2 separate regions of the Mus musculus genome follow, and region 2 is linked to region 1. Evidence: chromatin contacts called from public HiChIP or PLAC-seq data. All regions are on one chromosome and are shown on one strand. The core of a region is the stretch at or near the end of the contact, and the rest is flanking DNA. Distances in the headings are between cores, read along the strand shown. Region 1 holds the start of Mbnl1 (muscleblind like splicing factor 1). Region 2 overlaps Mbnl1 (muscleblind like splicing factor 1).

Region 1 (3,493 bases), core at 5-2,504:
GCCTGTGCTGGTGGACACAGAAACCTAAAACAGTGGCAATAACCTTCCAGGCTGCTTCTAACTTTGTTTTTAATCCTGGGGATGCATACCGCACATAAACCCATCTTAGCAGCGTAATAGGCTTGTCTCAACACCCATGTAGCTGTAAAATGCTGTGGGCTAGCCAGGAAGGCTTCAGCTCCATTTATACATACATGCATGTGTGTGTGTGTATGTGTGTGTGTGTGTGTGTGTGTGTGTGTGTGTAATTTCTTTAAATCTCACGTTACATCCTCTAAAATCAAAGTATTCTCATATGGCACATTACTAACAACATCAGACTCGGTCTTTTTTTTGGGGGGGCGGGGGGAGGAGTGAGGAAAGGTTTCATATTTCTCTTGTTTTTATTTAAAAAACCAGTCCATATACTGACTACTTATCATGAAAGCTGTTCTACCAGCCTACTGTGGCTCCACCCGGAAAGCTCTATACTTACTTTTCTTACAGTTTTTGAGTGACGCACTACAAAACCACCAGAAAGGGAGGAAAAGCGGCAGCCCTCTCAAGCAGGGCGTCTTCCTCCCTGTAAACTTGGCAAAAAGCACACTGGACTGAAATACAGCACTCTCCATATAAGGCAGCCCAACTAAACATGTCATGCGTAATTTATGGGTGGCAAGCAGAGCATTAACCTCTGCGTGCACATACTTGGCCCACATGAAGCCGGTGCTGGGTGGCAGCCCCGGCAGAGGGATGCGGGCGCGGCCGGGACCCGCGCGACCAGTGGCCGCCCCCCGTCGACCCTGGCAGAGGTCACCGAGTTCACAGCACTCGGCCACGCACCTGCCCCGGCTCACCGGCCACTAGTCCTGTCCCGCGGCGCCCCACGGGGGCCCGCAGGGAGGCGCGGGACAGGGCCGGTAGCCGCAGCGCGCGATCGCGGTGCGGCCCGGGGACCCCCGAGCGCCACCCGAGGCCGCCGCAGCGCCGCCCGCAGCGCAGAACAATGCGCGGCCGCCCCGCCACTCACCTCTCACGTGGCCGTGCAGGCTGCCCGCCGGGGCCCCGACTGCCCGGGGCATTGTGGGATCGCGACTCCGGGATGCCCGCCACGGGAAAGGGAACTGGCCGGGTCCGGGTCACGGGAGCATGGCGAGCGCCCCGACTCGACGGGCTGCGGCGAGAGACTGTGGCATGTCGCCGTGCAGCCTCTTATCGCCGCGCGCCGGTTTCCGCCGCTGCGCGGCCCCTCCCCCGCGCCAGCCCCGCCAGGAAGGCGCGCGGACGCGCAGAGCTCCCACGCGCAGCCCCGGCCCCCGCCCGCCCGCCCGCTCGCTCGCCCGGGCCCGCGCCGCTCACCGCCGCTCCAGCTCCCGGGGCTCCGCGCCCAGCCCGCGAGGCCCGCAAGGTTAGACGGAAGGTTAGAGTTAGCTGCCCGGCCTGCAGCAGCAGAAGCAGCGCATCGCCTGGAACCTGGAAGGCGAAGGGCGGGAAAGAAGCTTGCACGGGTGTTGGTGGGTATCTTTCTCAGCACTCACAGTTTTGGAGTTCTGCGAGAAAACTGATCGTCACCCAAACACAAACCCAGGCCACCTTCCTGTCCTATCGGCAAATAAAACTTGCAGTTTAAAGGCTCCCTTACTTCCAACTCTGCAGTGTGGTGTACAGAAAGCAAGCAGGGCTCCCTCTTTTAAAATAAAATAACATCTTAGGCGCTGCAGAGGTACTCCCACGCAAACAAGCCCTGGGCAACTGCCCGCCTGAGCAAATGAAACACCAGCTCCTAGTTCATTAGCTGCTGTCCTGTAACTTGGCTTTGAAAGAAAAGAATTCTGGGCTTCTGAGAAGAGATAAAGTTTGAAGATCTGCGGACGGGATTTCCAGTGAATTTCAAGGAATTCTGATAACTTCGTCAGGGATGATTTTTAACTATAAAAACGTTTGTTTCATGGTTTGAACATGAGTTGAGGTGAGTGAATGCAAACTGGATTTCTCCCTCCCTGTTTCTGTTGAGTGGGTCAGGCACACTCTCCTAGGCGGAGTAAATAAATAAATAAATAAATAAAGTACTCCACTAGTTTGCAGAGGTACTAGTAACAGATCTTGATCCTCTGCTGGTCCATGAAACACGGACTTGCTGCTTACTGATCCCTTCCTGAAATAATTAATTAATTAACTAGTACCACTTCTCAGTGTTAATTATTAAAAGTTCCCAAGTCCCCAACAATGGAAACAAAGTAGAATGACAGTAGCATTTTCTCAGAGAACAGAGACAGGGAGTTTCTAACTGACAATTAGTAACCACCAGCGCCTGAGGACTTTCTCAGCATTCATTCCAGCAACTGGATGGAATGTGAGCTATGGCAGAAGTAGTTAAGTATAGGTAGGATGGAGGTAAGTGCAGGAGGATGGAGTACACGGATTGTACTTTTTGGAGCAGCATGGTAGAAAAGAGCACCAGCCAGCTGGTGCTAAGATGGTAGGCAAATATCCAAAATGCCCTTGAGAAAAGGAGGGAAGGCTCCCTGGAGGAACTTATGCAAGCAGCGCCTTGAAGGATGTGCAGAAGTTGCTAAGATAAAAAGAGAGTTGCCTGGATAGGCTAGCTGGCTAGGGAGATGACTCCTGCGTAAAGAAGCTGGAGCTCAGGTCTGAGAACCTGAGTTCAAATTCCGAACATCTAGGCAAGTGTCTGTAACCACAGTGCTGGGATCAGGTAGAGAATGGGAGATATTCACAGCCCATTAGCCAGTTAACTCTGAATTCCAGACTCAATGAGAGACACTCAAAAAAGTAAGTAATAAGATGGAAGGTAAATTTCAGAAGACACCTAATGTGGACCCCTGGCTTCCACGTGCACACAATCATAGGCACAGGGAGTGTGGCACAAGTGGGCCCTGGGACGGTGGAGCAAAGTGCAGAGCACGTGCAAGAAGCCTATCTGTTTCAATGCCCTGTAGAATCAATACAGTCATCTGTTTCCTTTCTTTAAAAGGAGATTAACTTGTCGGCAGAGAAGGAAGCCAGGAACTTCAACGTTATTCAGCAAACTATGAACTAGTTCGCAGGACCAGGGCGATAGGGTGGAGTCTGGACTTGCACTCTAGAAAGATCTTTGGCAAATGCTTAGAGGGTTACTGAGAATGTATTCAGGGATGTTGGCAAAGGAAGGGTAAATGGGTGTAGACCCACTGGAAAACTGACTCATGCAGGGATGGAGGAAGGGATGGGCCTTGGGAAACTCCCAAGGCTAGCTTAGCCTACAGGATTGTTTCTAGCCTTTCCTTGTTTTCAGTTGCTTTCCATTTTCTATCAAAGAGCTCTGGCTTCCTGAAAGCATAGGCTACCTTTGCACCTGCTGCTGTGTGAGCTAGCTTCCTTGCCTACTGCCTAGACCTAATCCTGTTTGAAGGATTAATTTACAGTTGCACTCAGACCCACTCAGAGTTAGAGACTTGTTGGGTTTTTTGGTTTTGGGTTTTTTGGGGGGAGGGGGTTGTTTTTGGTTTTTTTC
Region 2 (3,601 bases), core at 1,079-3,578, 130 kb before region 1:
AAATTGGAAGATTGTGTTTTTTGTTTTAAACACACACACACACACACACACACACACACACACACACACACACACACATTTCTCATCTACCACTGAAAATCCTAGAGCACTAGTGGAGCAGAGAACTGAGCTGTTTTAGAAAGCACTGGTCAGTTCTATCAGTTATAGTCATTTAGCTTCGTAGCATCTAGAGATGACTGTTCAGAAAGGATTAACTGCCTTTCATACCATCTTTTAAAACCAGAAAACTTATACATGACTATGTTCATAAAGATACACAAAATGACGTGAAGTTTAGAGGAATAATTGACTACTCAATCTCAGGCACACAAATATACTTAAGAAAGAGAAGTTTTATTAGGGCAATTTCGCTTTATTTTTCCATACAGCAAAGTCAACTACTGCAGTAATAATAAAGTAAGCATAAAACAAATTGCAGCCCTAGACAAAATACATAATTTTAAGCCACTACAAGCAGAAAGTAAGTTGTGATTACATAATCGTAAAACCAAGCTCACTGTCCTTTCGGCAGATGAAGGTGGGTGGGTTGCTGGTAAGTGCAACATCAGTAGCCAGCTGCAGTGACAGCTGGGCAACCAAGTCATTAAACAAGTGGCCATTGTCACATTTTGCTCTTTTGCTTCTGAGTTGAAAATTAAAACTGTGAAATTTGAACTTCTTTTTTTTTTTTTTTTTTTTTTTCCACCTGCGGAAAGAACATGATCTACAGCAATTAAAAAACAATCACAGAACAACTACAGGTGTGCTGTTTGGTTTGCCTGTTTATGGTTAAAATTTTGTGAAAGTCAATAGTTATTTTCAAGATTTCATTTTGTGAACATTAAACCACTGAAATTGGTAGATATCGATCTGAATAATATATGTCCTTAGCATAGTTCTTTCTCTCTTTTTGTTGAAGTTTTAAACATGCAGTAGTTTTGAAAACAATGTAAGGGATATCTGATCCATGATTTCATCTTAGTGGCTGAAGTACCTGCTATTTTTTGGTAATGATCTTCAGGCAGATTTGGCCCAATGGAGTTTTGTCAGTCATGAGATCTTGGAAGGATGGCAAATCTTTCCAGCTGAAAAATCCTGGCAAACTACAAGCTGTCCACAAAAAGCAAAGCGACGTGTTTGAAGGGTATGGAGTGCTAACTCTGTGCCACTTTTGCAAGCAATTTTGCTCAGTCTGTCATTTCATTAGCCTTAACAAAACTCCTTGTAATTATAGACGTTTTTATTCAAAATAAGATCTTGCTATTATACAGGTTTCTCTCTTTTGACTATATACAGAAGTGCAAAAAGTCAACCTTCTCTCTAGACTTTCCAACATGCTAAATTGCAGCATCATCAACCCTCAAGAGTTTGCACACACGCTAAAATTCTCATTACGTAAACTTTGAGTATTTGGATTATCAACAAAAAGTCCCTTGTTCTATTTATTGATTATGCAGCTTATTTATAACAAGGCCTGATATTCAGGGATTTCAAAAATATTAAACAATACTTTAACATTTGAAATGGATACAGTAGAAAATAAATTTTATTCTAATATCTAGGATCTAGATCTTCTCATAATAACTAATTACAAACAAAATAAATCATCAAAATATTACTCAATTGTCTGCCAGGATTGTTGCCATAGCAACAACTTAACTTCTTACTTAGCAATGATTATATATTTATAAGATATCCATATAAAAGATCTTTGTTCTTTTAATGAAAACTAGACAAGAACAATGACTGACATTCTTACACTGTAATATTAAATCAGTAAAATATAAATCATTTAGTTAACAATAATACGGATATTCATATGACACTACATGTAATTTAAAACTGAGTATGTTATGAAGAAAAAACTACTTTAATTTTTTTGTATTTTGAAAAATTCATTGGTAAAATCTAATAAAACAATAGTCTAAAAACTGAAATGGTATTCAACTGTTAATAGAAAATGAAAATCCAATAAATGTAGGAAATGAAAAACTACATTTTAACAAGAAAAATAAGTAATATTCTATAACGTAACTAACTACAATAACATGTGAAGTCACCATTACTCTCTTAACACGATTGAAATTACATTGGTATGGGTTCCAACCCGTAATGTAATAATCTAAGGCTTTAATAGATGTACAGTACAATCAGGAAAATCAACACATCAGTCTTATATTAGAAAGCATCTCTCTCAAGCATAAAAACTTGCAGTAAACTTGGAAGTATGGAAAGTTCTATAACAGAACTCTCACTTCTCCCATTCCACACTAGAACTGCCAGTGACCTGGCCCCTACTCAGCGATTTTAGAACTGCTGAACAGAGCAAAAATAGCCTTTCCTAGCTGCAACATCCAAACCACAAAAAAGGGGAATTCCTTTGGATGAATCCATTCTTAAAAACTGAATGCACATCTATTTTTAAAATTTTTTAAAAGGCTTTCTAAGGCTATAAGCAGTTAATCTGAACAAAAGAATCACATATAAAATTCACCCATGTACTTAACCCACCCAATTACTAGGTTAATTAAACATTTCCCATTTTCATATTTTGGTTTATCATGCATCTGATGACAGTGCTGTTCTCTTTGTTTAGAGTCACTATTTTGAATGTGACTGTGATGAAGCGTTTAAGCAAACGTGAACCCATTTCTGCAAAGCATTTATAGTCTTTTGACTTTTGACAGAGGCTATAAATAGAAGCAAAATAATTTCCTCAAACATTTTTTGTTATTGTGTCTCAGAAATGGCATATCCCTTTTGAATAACATGTTATATAGTAGAGTATGCATAAATATTACACTACAATGCATTAAAATAATTTTATATATCTATCATATATATCTCCAGTATGTGAAAGGTTATCTGTATTGAGTTTGTGTTGTGCTGTCTATTGTTACTGTAAAGTTAAATTGGCCATTTCTGAGACAGCTTTGGTTTCAAAAACAAAAAAGAAAAGAATGGTGCCCTTTGATTGATTAGTACTAGCAAATAAGCAACAAAATGTGGCTCCAGAAACAATAACACTGAAGAAATAATACTCTAATTTGATGTACAGTCTATGGCACTTCATGAGAATCCTTAACAACATGGTACTTAAAGCCATGGTGTGCTTTAAAATATACACAGTTGTGGTTTTGCTTGGCACATTCATCTGTCAGTTCCCTCCCTCACCATGTCGTACAATCTATTACAGTAAAAATATTACTCTCAAACAAAAATGACTCTGCATGCGCGCTCTCAGCTCTAACGGCGATTTTAAATACAAGGTGCACCTTGGTTACTTGTAAACCTTGAAAGAAATAAACTTATTTTTAAAAAATTATATCTTGGTCTACAGACGTACCAATACATAATAGAATCATGGTCACACCATAGTCTGTCTTTTCAAGATGGCATGAATATATAGGAAACTAATTACGTATGCATATTTTAATGCATAACTCTGTGCTACAAAAGAAAGACAATGTTGTTGTTTTAGATAGGAATATCACCTCAGCACAAATACCAACTGAATGTACAAAGTGTGTAGGCAACAGTGTGCAGCAGGTTCCCATGTTGTCGTTTCTTCTGGTTAACATGCAATATGTGGATGTCTTGT

The links. HiChIP or PLAC-seq counts read pairs in DNA pulled down with a chosen protein or histone mark.
Region 2: an H3K4me3 HiChIP or PLAC-seq map of bone marrow-derived macrophages shows a contact between it and region 1, with 3 times the contacts expected there. The contact joins the enhancer-like site here to the promoter of Mbnl1 in region 1. A contact is called at or near these places in 1 of 15 datasets of contacts at CTCF or cohesin (the NIH/3T3 cell line), 34 of 484 Hi-C or Micro-C datasets (the AML12 cell line, the BV-2 cell line, the C2C12 cell line and 23 more), 25 of 115 datasets of contacts at active chromatin or transcription factors (the HPC-7 cell line, the NIH/3T3 cell line, PVALB interneurons and 21 more) and 3 of 9 other capture datasets (adipose tissue, liver and pancreatic islet).

The regions. Positions count from the first base shown.
Region 1 is chr3:60,498,940-60,502,432 of GRCm38.p6, reverse strand. It overlaps Mbnl1 (muscleblind like splicing factor 1), which reads right to left and starts at 1,254. Exons shown (of 10, transcript NM_020007.4): 1 at 1,010-1,254.
Region 2 is chr3:60,626,483-60,630,083 of GRCm38.p6, reverse strand. It overlaps Mbnl1 (muscleblind like splicing factor 1), which reads right to left. Exons shown (of 10, transcript NM_020007.4): 10 at 334-3,601. Among named protein-coding and RNA genes, the nearest start is that of Mbnl1, 130 kb to the right of the region's middle. Within about 2 kb of position 2,328, at least 4 of the 459 cell types and tissues checked have an H3K27ac peak or open chromatin away from gene starts, as enhancers often do. A contact at or near this core is called in bone marrow-derived macrophages, where this site is marked.